Linked DNA regions of Mus musculus: regions 1 and 3 are each linked to region 2. Evidence: chromatin contacts called from public Hi-C and promoter capture Hi-C data. All regions are on one chromosome and are shown on one strand. The core of a region is the stretch at or near the end of the contact, and the rest is flanking DNA. Distances in the headings are between cores, read along the strand shown. Region 1 overlaps Senp7 (SUMO1/sentrin specific peptidase 7). Region 2 holds the start of Tomm70a (translocase of outer mitochondrial membrane 70A). Region 3 holds the start of Abi3bp (ABI gene family, member 3 (NESH) binding protein).

Evidence for each region. Promoter capture Hi-C pulls out the DNA fragments that hold promoters and counts their contacts. A called contact is a pair of places that touch in the nucleus more often than the background predicts.
Region 1: a promoter capture Hi-C map of embryonic stem cells shows a contact between it and region 2, with 3 times the contacts expected there. The contact joins the enhancer-like site here to the promoter of Tomm70a in region 2. A contact is called at or near these places in 1 of 39 promoter capture datasets (embryonic stem cells) and 6 of 115 datasets of contacts at active chromatin or transcription factors (astrocytes, embryonic stem cells, large pre-B cells and 1 more).
Region 3: a contact with region 2 is called in a Hi-C map of muscle stem cells, with 5 times the contacts expected there. The contact joins the promoter of Abi3bp here to the promoter of Tomm70a in region 2. A contact is called at or near these places in 2 of 484 Hi-C or Micro-C datasets (muscle stem cells and uterus) and 1 of 115 datasets of contacts at active chromatin or transcription factors (bone marrow-derived macrophages).

What each region holds. Positions count from the first base shown.
Region 1 is chr16:56,144,244-56,146,943 of GRCm38.p6, reverse strand. All of the region lies in intron 7 of Senp7 (SUMO1/sentrin specific peptidase 7), which reads right to left. Among named protein-coding and RNA genes, the nearest start is that of Impg2, 59 kb to the left of the region's middle. Within about 2 kb of position 1,318, at least 11 of the 459 cell types and tissues checked have an H3K27ac peak or open chromatin away from gene starts, as enhancers often do. A contact at or near this core is called in embryonic stem cells, where this site is marked.
Region 2 is chr16:57,120,430-57,123,129 of GRCm38.p6, reverse strand. It overlaps Tomm70a (translocase of outer mitochondrial membrane 70A), which reads right to left and starts at 1,416. Exons shown (of 12, transcript NM_138599.5): 1 at 936-1,416. The coding sequence starts at 1,268.
Region 3 is chr16:56,476,439-56,479,138 of GRCm38.p6, reverse strand. It overlaps Abi3bp (ABI gene family, member 3 (NESH) binding protein), which reads right to left and starts at 1,293. Exons shown (of 40, transcript NM_001014423.2): 1 at 1,147-1,293. The coding sequence starts at 1,225.

The DNA.
Region 1 (2,700 bases), core at 69-2,568, 980 kb after region 2:
TTTTTCTTTACAGCTACATGGGTTTATTTCTGGGTCTTTGATTATGTTTCATTGGTCTACGCATCTGTTTTGTGGGAGCATCATGTTGCACCACAGTGTTTATCATATGACTGTTGTATAATCTGAAGTCAGAAATTATGATACCTCCTGGCAGTGTTCTGCCTACTGAGATTGGTTTAGCCATCTTTTGTGTTTCCATATTAACACTTTCGAGTTACTTTCTGATACTGTGAAGGTTACTGAATTTCAGTGGTGATTATACTGAATCTGTGTACTGCTTCTGGCAATTTGGTCATCTTATAGTATGGTGTTAATTGCACTGATCCAGAATCTGGTGGTTCCAGCGCGTATGACTCCATAGACTCATCTGTTTGAATGCTTGGTCCGTAGGGAATGGCACTATTTGGAGGTGTGGTCTTATTGGAGGAGGTGTGGCCTTGTTAGAGTAAGTTTGTCACTTTGGAAACAGGGCACTGAAGTCTTAAATACCCAGTGTGAAATCAAATCCGGTTTCCTCCTGGCTTCCTGAGGATCAAGATGCAGAACTCCTTTAGCACCATGCCTGCCTGGGCACTGCCATGTTTCCCACCATGATGATACTGGATGAACCTCTGAAACAATAACCCAGCCCTAATTAAATGCCCTTTATAAGAGTTGCCTTGGTCATGGAGTCTCCTTAGAGCAATGAAATACTAAAACACAAAAGAAAATTTAAAGAATCCTAAAATAAAGTTAAAAAATGGTAGAAACTCTAGCCTACTAGAGTTTCTAAGATAGAGTGGACGAAGTTGAAACAAAATATAAACAAGAGAAAGAGCTCCAGAAAACAGAAATATCTGGAACTAGAGAGAATCCCATACCACACCAAATTACTCACAAAATCTTAAATATGTAAAATGATACTCAGCCAGTTTCAAATATTTTTGACTAAAGTCAATACATTTTATTCAGTCTTCAAGCCTCAACAATCAACTTTAAAGCTGAGCATGTAAATAATACTATACTGGCTTTTGGAGGGGGACAGAGAGAAGACAAAACGCAGCCACTAGTGTCTCCCAGTTTAGATGGCCAGGATTCACCACCAGACGATTTAGATTTGATCTGGTTTATAAGATTAGGATTCTAGCTGTAGCGCCCAGCGACTGAGTCGCCCTTGTTTCTGAACTAAGTTTGTGTGGTGTTTTCCTTCATGCGGCTGCTCGCCTGGGTTCTAGAGAGAAAGGTATGGCCGCAAAGCATGGATTTGCCTGATGTGCACCCCAAAAGAATGTACGAGTTCTGAAGCATCGGGATGGCATGGTAATGACCCGCCAGTGGGTACTTAGAGAACTGGGTGGAGAGATTTCAGAGCTCTGAGGCAGAGTCTCCATTGCCCATCGGTGCCTTACCGGCAATAGTATGGATTCGTTTTTTTATTATTTCGCGCACGAGGTGGCGAACCAACATGTTGGGCAAGAATCCACTAGAAATGTAAGATTATTAGCCTGAGAGTTAGAGTTTTATTTTCTAAGTGAGAGCAAGGTAGTGCTGGGATGAGTCACATGGACTCAAGCGCGGGAACCTTGAAACAAAGAAAAAGGGCTCTGAGGTCCCCAGCTGCGGGAAGGGGCAAGATGGCGGCTCTGAGTCGGCGAGCCAGAGAATGGAAACGCCTATATCTTGGGGCAGATATTGATTTAACTGTGAATTTATAATATTGGTATTATTGGCTTTTAGGATAGATTTATATACAGATTTTGTCCAAATCATGTGGGGAATTTCACCCGCGGTTTGGAACTAGGACAGGGCAAATTAGTCACTGACTCCAAGTAGCGAGCACAGTGTTAATTACATGCGCTCTCTACTAAATGTCTTTGGCTCCAGACAGAGAGCTCAACAGATGGATTGGTATAACAGGATGACTGCTCTAGGCAGGCAGCTTAAAAACTATCTGCTTCCTAAAGGCAGATATTAGTAAAAGTTTGAATTAATTGCTTTAAAGATGGTATAAAGATATATTGCTCTAATAAGTCTTACTGGACATTCAAATCCTGTCTAATGTGGGCTCCAAGGGAATTTTGGGTTTAAATCCTGGTTTGACAAGCTACCTAGCCGGGTGTGGTGGCGCACGCCTTTAATCCCAGCACTCGGGAGGCAGAGGCAGGCGGATTTCTGAGTTTGAGGCCAGCATGGTCTACAAAGTGAGCTCCAGGACAGTCAGGGCTATACAGAGAAACCCTGTCTCGAAAAATCAAAACAAAAACAAAAAACAACAACAACAACAAAAAGACAAGCTACCTGCTTATAAGCAGGTATAGATAGAACTGTGAATAAATTGTTTTAAAGATGGTATAACAGATTTGCAAGATAACTCATATTCTCTGATATGGGCTCCATGGGAATTTTGGGTTATTATCCTGCACAGCAAAATAGAAAAAGCTTAAGAATAGGCACATACAGTATTTTAGTTTACTTCATTTGTTTTGGATTGTTTTAATTTTCAAAATGAGTATGATTTTGAGTTTTGTGCTTATAGTACTTCTCTGGGAGAGAGAGCAAAATAAAGGTTTTTCTTGTTACTGGCTCAAGGATATACTGATTTGGGAAAAAGATTTTGTCTTTATGTTTTTAGAAAAGGCAATTAGTGTCTATACAAATTCCAGAGTTATATGGATCAGATATGATAAAGGGAGACTCCCTGAAGAACTAGTTTCCAGAGAA
Region 2 (2,700 bases), core at 167-2,666:
CTGTACAGTTTTTCTCATGAGTGTTAAGTGCACATAGGATGCGTGTGTATAAAGAATTTCCTCAGGCACATACCTGGTATTTATTTACCTGTAAGTTTCTCTGAACTTGGATTACTCTGGTAATACCACCACAGAATTCCTGACCCAGTAAAGTCCCTTATCTCACTCAATCTCAGTCCATGCCAATTCTCCACACAGCCGTCAAACTTGTCAAAAAGATTTAATAGTCTGACCACCAGATCCGATAGAGCAGTTTATCACTCCAATGCTTGTTATAACACCAGAGACTCTTTATCAGGCTTGGACACATGTATATATATGTCCAGGTGAAATAGAACATTTTAAGATGTGCAGCGGGGGTGGGGGTGGGAGGCACAGTTCCTTAAAAACTGAACTATTTCCTATATACAAAGCTACCTAATGATTTTTTTGAACTTTGTAATAGTTGCTAATCTCCCTCCCCAAACACACACACACACACACACACACACACACACACACACACAATCAGAGCGAGAGAGAAACTCCGAAAGAAAAATGGCTTGTTTTTAAAAGGTTCTTAGCAAAGTTCTGGTCTTGGGAAACACAATAACAACTCACGGTACAACTCCAATCGTTCCGTGAAATTTGCCTTTCTTCGCTTAATGGAATTACTATATTTGTGCATGTTTCCCATACCTACATACTAGGGATAAATGCTGTGTCACTTAGAAGAAAGGCAAAGTATTCTGTTGGATCCCAAAGGAAATTGTCAAAGAACGTCTCTACGCTAGCCAGCCTGGAGCTGCTATTCCATTCCCTATAAAGGCAACCAGAAACGACTCTAAAGTCACTCGGCAGTTTCCGACCGGTGGGAGGGCCCCTCACCCGCACAACGGGTCAAGGAAAAGCTGCATCCGCTCGTTTTCACCTCTACGGCCCGGGCGGCTTCTCACCATTTCCAGGGAGTCCCCAGAACCGTCGTGGTGGCCACTGCCCAGGGCCGGACTGGCCCTGCCCTCGGGGGTCTTCCGTTCACTGTTGCGCTTCAGGCCGCTGGCGTCGCCCCGGCCTCCCGCTTCCCGGCGCCTCCGCCTTCGGCTCCACAGGTACATAGCCCCAGCACCCAGCAACAGGGGCGCCCCGATGGCCAGCGCCACGTGCCATCGCGGCAGGGTCCCCGCGCCCGAGCCGGGGCCCGCAGTCCCACCGCCACCGCCCACTCCATTTCCAGAACCGGGCGCAGCAGCCGCCGCCATCGCCGCCTCTATGGGCTTAGAGGCGGCCATGACGACTGTCCTCCGCCGCCGCCGCGCCGGTCGCGGGCGCCACGGTCACCGGGCAGCGTGGGGAGGAAGCCGGGAGCGTGGAGGGAAAGCAACGCGCGAGCGAGCACGCTAAGCAGCAGGAGCGGACGACAGAAAAGGGCCAGAGGTCACCGGAAGCCCGGGGCATGCCGGGCTAGACCGGCGGCTGGGCCCGCCCCTATCTACTGTACAGGGGAGAACCACTTCCGGGGTCAGAAGGCCTGGCGCTCTGGGTGGCTTTTCCCTTTCCTCTTGCAGGCGGTTGCCTAGAATCGCTCGGGAGGTCTCAGGCCTTGCGTGACTGCAGACCTCTTCTCCAGGACAGAAGGACCCGTGGCACTGTCGCCAGTGCGGCGAGGAGGGGCGTGGGGGGCCGTGTGCAGCAAGTGTAGAGGGACAGCTCCCTGTAGCTCTGTGAGTGGGCGGGACTTGCAGAAGCACTGTGAAGGGAATTGGCCAGCAGGGATGGTGGGCCTCCCAGTTGATTGGTAGGATCGGGGAGGGGGGTGTGGCTACGTTGGTGCCTGTTAAAGACTGAAACTGTGGGAGGGGGGAAAAAGGGTGAGACCATCGTGCTGTGTAAACCAGCTTTGTATATTTCTGCAATAGCCAGATTGTAGTTTGGACAAATTTGTAGTTCCTGGGACAATGACAGAGGGCAAAGACTAGATGGAAACTGGGGAAGGTAGGTTGACTCATGGAAGTGACTTGCAGCCTGTGTGCTGCACCTTTAATAGTTACAAAGGGCAAGGATGTCTGTTAGAAGGCTTTCCTATTGGCTTTCCTCGAGGACCCCGGATCACCGCAGGCATCTTTACGTGTGTATCTTAAAATGGATTCCACCTGACATCTAGCCCATACAACCTTCCCTGGAGCACAAGTGTCTGTCACAACACTTTGAGTTTGCTCACTTATTTGAAATAACTTAAATTTTTAAAAAAAATTTATTTCATTTATATGACTACACTGTAGCTGTTTTTCAAGCACATCAGAAGAGGGCATCGGATCCCATTACAGATGGTTGTGAGCCAACCATGTGGTTGCTGGGAATTGAACTCAGGACCTCTGGAAGAACAGTCAGTGCTCTTAACTGCTGAGCCATCTCGTCAGCCCTGAAGTACTTTTCTTAAGCCTTCATGAACTCTGGATCTGGTCTCAAAGCATGAAGTCTACTTTGCAAGGTGTTTGGAATTCACACAATTTTCAAGAAAAAAAGGCAAAGCATGGATAATTAAATGTTCCAGGCTATGGCTCTTCATTTCAGGTTTGAACATCCTTTTGTCAAACAAACAAACAAACAAACAAACAAACAAACCAAAAAAACAAAAACCAAACACCCATAGATGGTCATTTGGCTTTTAAGTACCACAGGATGCTCACCATAATAGCATTACATGAAGATGCAAAGGCCAAG
Region 3 (2,700 bases), core at 44-2,543, 640 kb after region 2:
GGGTGTTTCATATTTCTTTCTTTGCATAATCATTTGATCAGAATTGAGGATTCCTTTGCCTTTTGCTACAGTTCCCATCCTCGTGTGAGCTAACTAGCCAAATGCTTCAGCCTTCTGGATTCAAGTTTCACTTTACCCAGTGGGGGTGGGGGGCTTTGCCTTTGAGTCAAGATGATCCTAGACCGAACTCTACAGAGAGAGGACACAGAAGTGTCCTTTAAGCGTTCTGACCAGCTTTTCTTTCAGACTCGGTTTTGATGAGTCTGTGCTGTGCGTTACCTCTAAGATTTTTTCAGCCTAACTGTACGGTAAATTCCAGCCCGTGGGTTTTTTTTTTTTTTTTTTTTTCCTTATAATCCTGCTGACTACAGCAGTCTGTAGCCATAAAAAGCCTCCACCGACGTAAAGTGCCTCTGCGAAAAAGCAAAAGTTCACACAACATTTATGTTCACAGACAGGACAAGGAAGACGATCCTGATTTAGTGCTAATGAGTTCCAAAGATTGCGCCTAGGGTCTAAACTTAGAAAATTTACTTCTCTTTTGATGACTTTTGTAAACAAAATACCAACACTAAAATAAGCAATTTAGTCAAGAGAAGGGGGGAGTGTCCTGTCCAGCAAATCAAATTCTCTGCCAAACTCCACTGCAGAGCCCTGTCTGCTACTTAGCTCGAAACTGTATTTAAGTCTGACCTGGCTAGACTCCCTCAGCCCCTACCCCACAGGTATGTTTGTGACTTTTGCAAAAGATTTCGGTTTTCAGAACAAGCTACTCCCAGGGCTTAAGCCACTCTCCACCGTCTCTGTGGCCAGGGCTAAAAGCACCAAATAACTCTAACAAGCCACAATAGTCGTTTATATAATCAGATTTGATAGACAGATACTGTAGTTTGAAACCACACCACTCCAGTCCGTGTGAACATACTCCACTAGAAGCTGCTAGGAGAAGCTGAGCTCACAAAATAAATCACAGGGGTGCGAGAGAAAACAACCCCTGAGTCACCCCCTTCACACATAGGACCTTTGACTCTCTGCAGAATAATTCAATTCCCCCATATTGTACAGCAGATCACATTTCATATCAACAGCGAAAACCAAGCAACTCTTAATCTTACTTTTAAAACACAAAATATCCCAGCTACTTGCCTTTTGGCAATTTCTGTGCATTTCCCAGAGCAAGTGCAATACTTCCACAGAGAAGTAGACACCCCAGGCTGGAGAGCATGTTGCATTTGCCTGCTCACACGGGGAGTGATGCGGCTGGGTGCCTTGCAACCCTGGAACTGCATTTAAGTGGGCGTCCTCCACTGACAGAGGCGGGAGGCTGCTCTCTCTGCTGTGGGCTTACTCACAGGGGGTGGAGACAAGATGACATCACACCCTTTCCCACACACTTAAAAAAAAAAAAGAAAAGAAAAGAAAAAGAAAGAAAGTAGGCACAACAGCAAAAACATATCATCACATTTCCCTCTCCAATGCTGCAACAGCTTGCCTCTTCTCTTTCCTCGCAGTGTAAGAATTGAAATTATGAACAATCTGTATCCATGAAAGAACTACTCAGGCAACTTTGAAACATTTGATGAACTAGTTTAAAGAATAAAAACGTACACTTAAACCCATCAAAACACTAAAATATAAAATGAATATTTTATTAAGATGGAAACTGTTTTTAGTTAGCCAGGAAACCAATCCATTCCTTCCTTTAAACTGGAAGTGAATTCATAAAAATATATTTTGAACTATTCTGTAGCTATAATTTATGAGGAATGTCAATGGAGTCCTAAGCTGTGCAGTTATATACTGTGTACATATATACCCACATACAAATGCATACATATATGTTTTATGTATATCAACATATTCCATAGGTGAGCATGCAGAGACGGAGAGGTAGCACAGTGCCTCATCCCCACACTGGGCTACTCTCCGCAATGACCTTTGCCATAGTGGCTGTGCTGGGGCCATGGTGTGATCTATCTCCATTTTACTAGTAAGAAAGGCTGAGATGTAGAGAGAAGAGGTGGTCTAACCGAGCAGGTCGAGTCTGCCGAATCCAGACGGGCTTTGTAACAGAGCACTGAGTTTTACATTTAGATCCCACGTAACTGCTTTAAACAAACCTCTTCTTTATGTTGTCAGTACCATGTAAGTTACAGGACTTTCTTCATGACAGACATTGATCTACTCAATTTACACATTACTAAGGCATCATTCTTCAGATCCACTCATGAGCAGGGCATTGCGATGACTTCCATTATTGATAGAAAATCAAGCAGAGGGAGGTGAAGAAAAAGGCCCAATATCATGGCACAAATAAGCAAGGGTAGCCAGTTAAGTAGGCCATGGGACCCGTAGCTATCTAGTAGACCTTACTAAACTTTAAATTCTAAAATCAGGATGAGGACCAGAACCGTAGCTTGCTATTCAAGCTGAGGAGCTGAGTTCAGGTCCTACTGTCCTTGTAAAAAGCCAAGCACCACAGCATGCACTCGGACTAGCACTGAGCAGACAGAGGTAGGAAGAACCCTGGAGTGAGGCTTACGGTGCCACCAGCCTCACTGAGATCAAGACTCAGCAAAACAACCAAGGACAAGAACACCTGTAGAAGACACTGAGTGTCAGCCCCTGACCGTCAGAGGCACCTAGACACACAGGGACACAAGTATAGTATATTCATGCACAAGTGCACATGTGTACAAA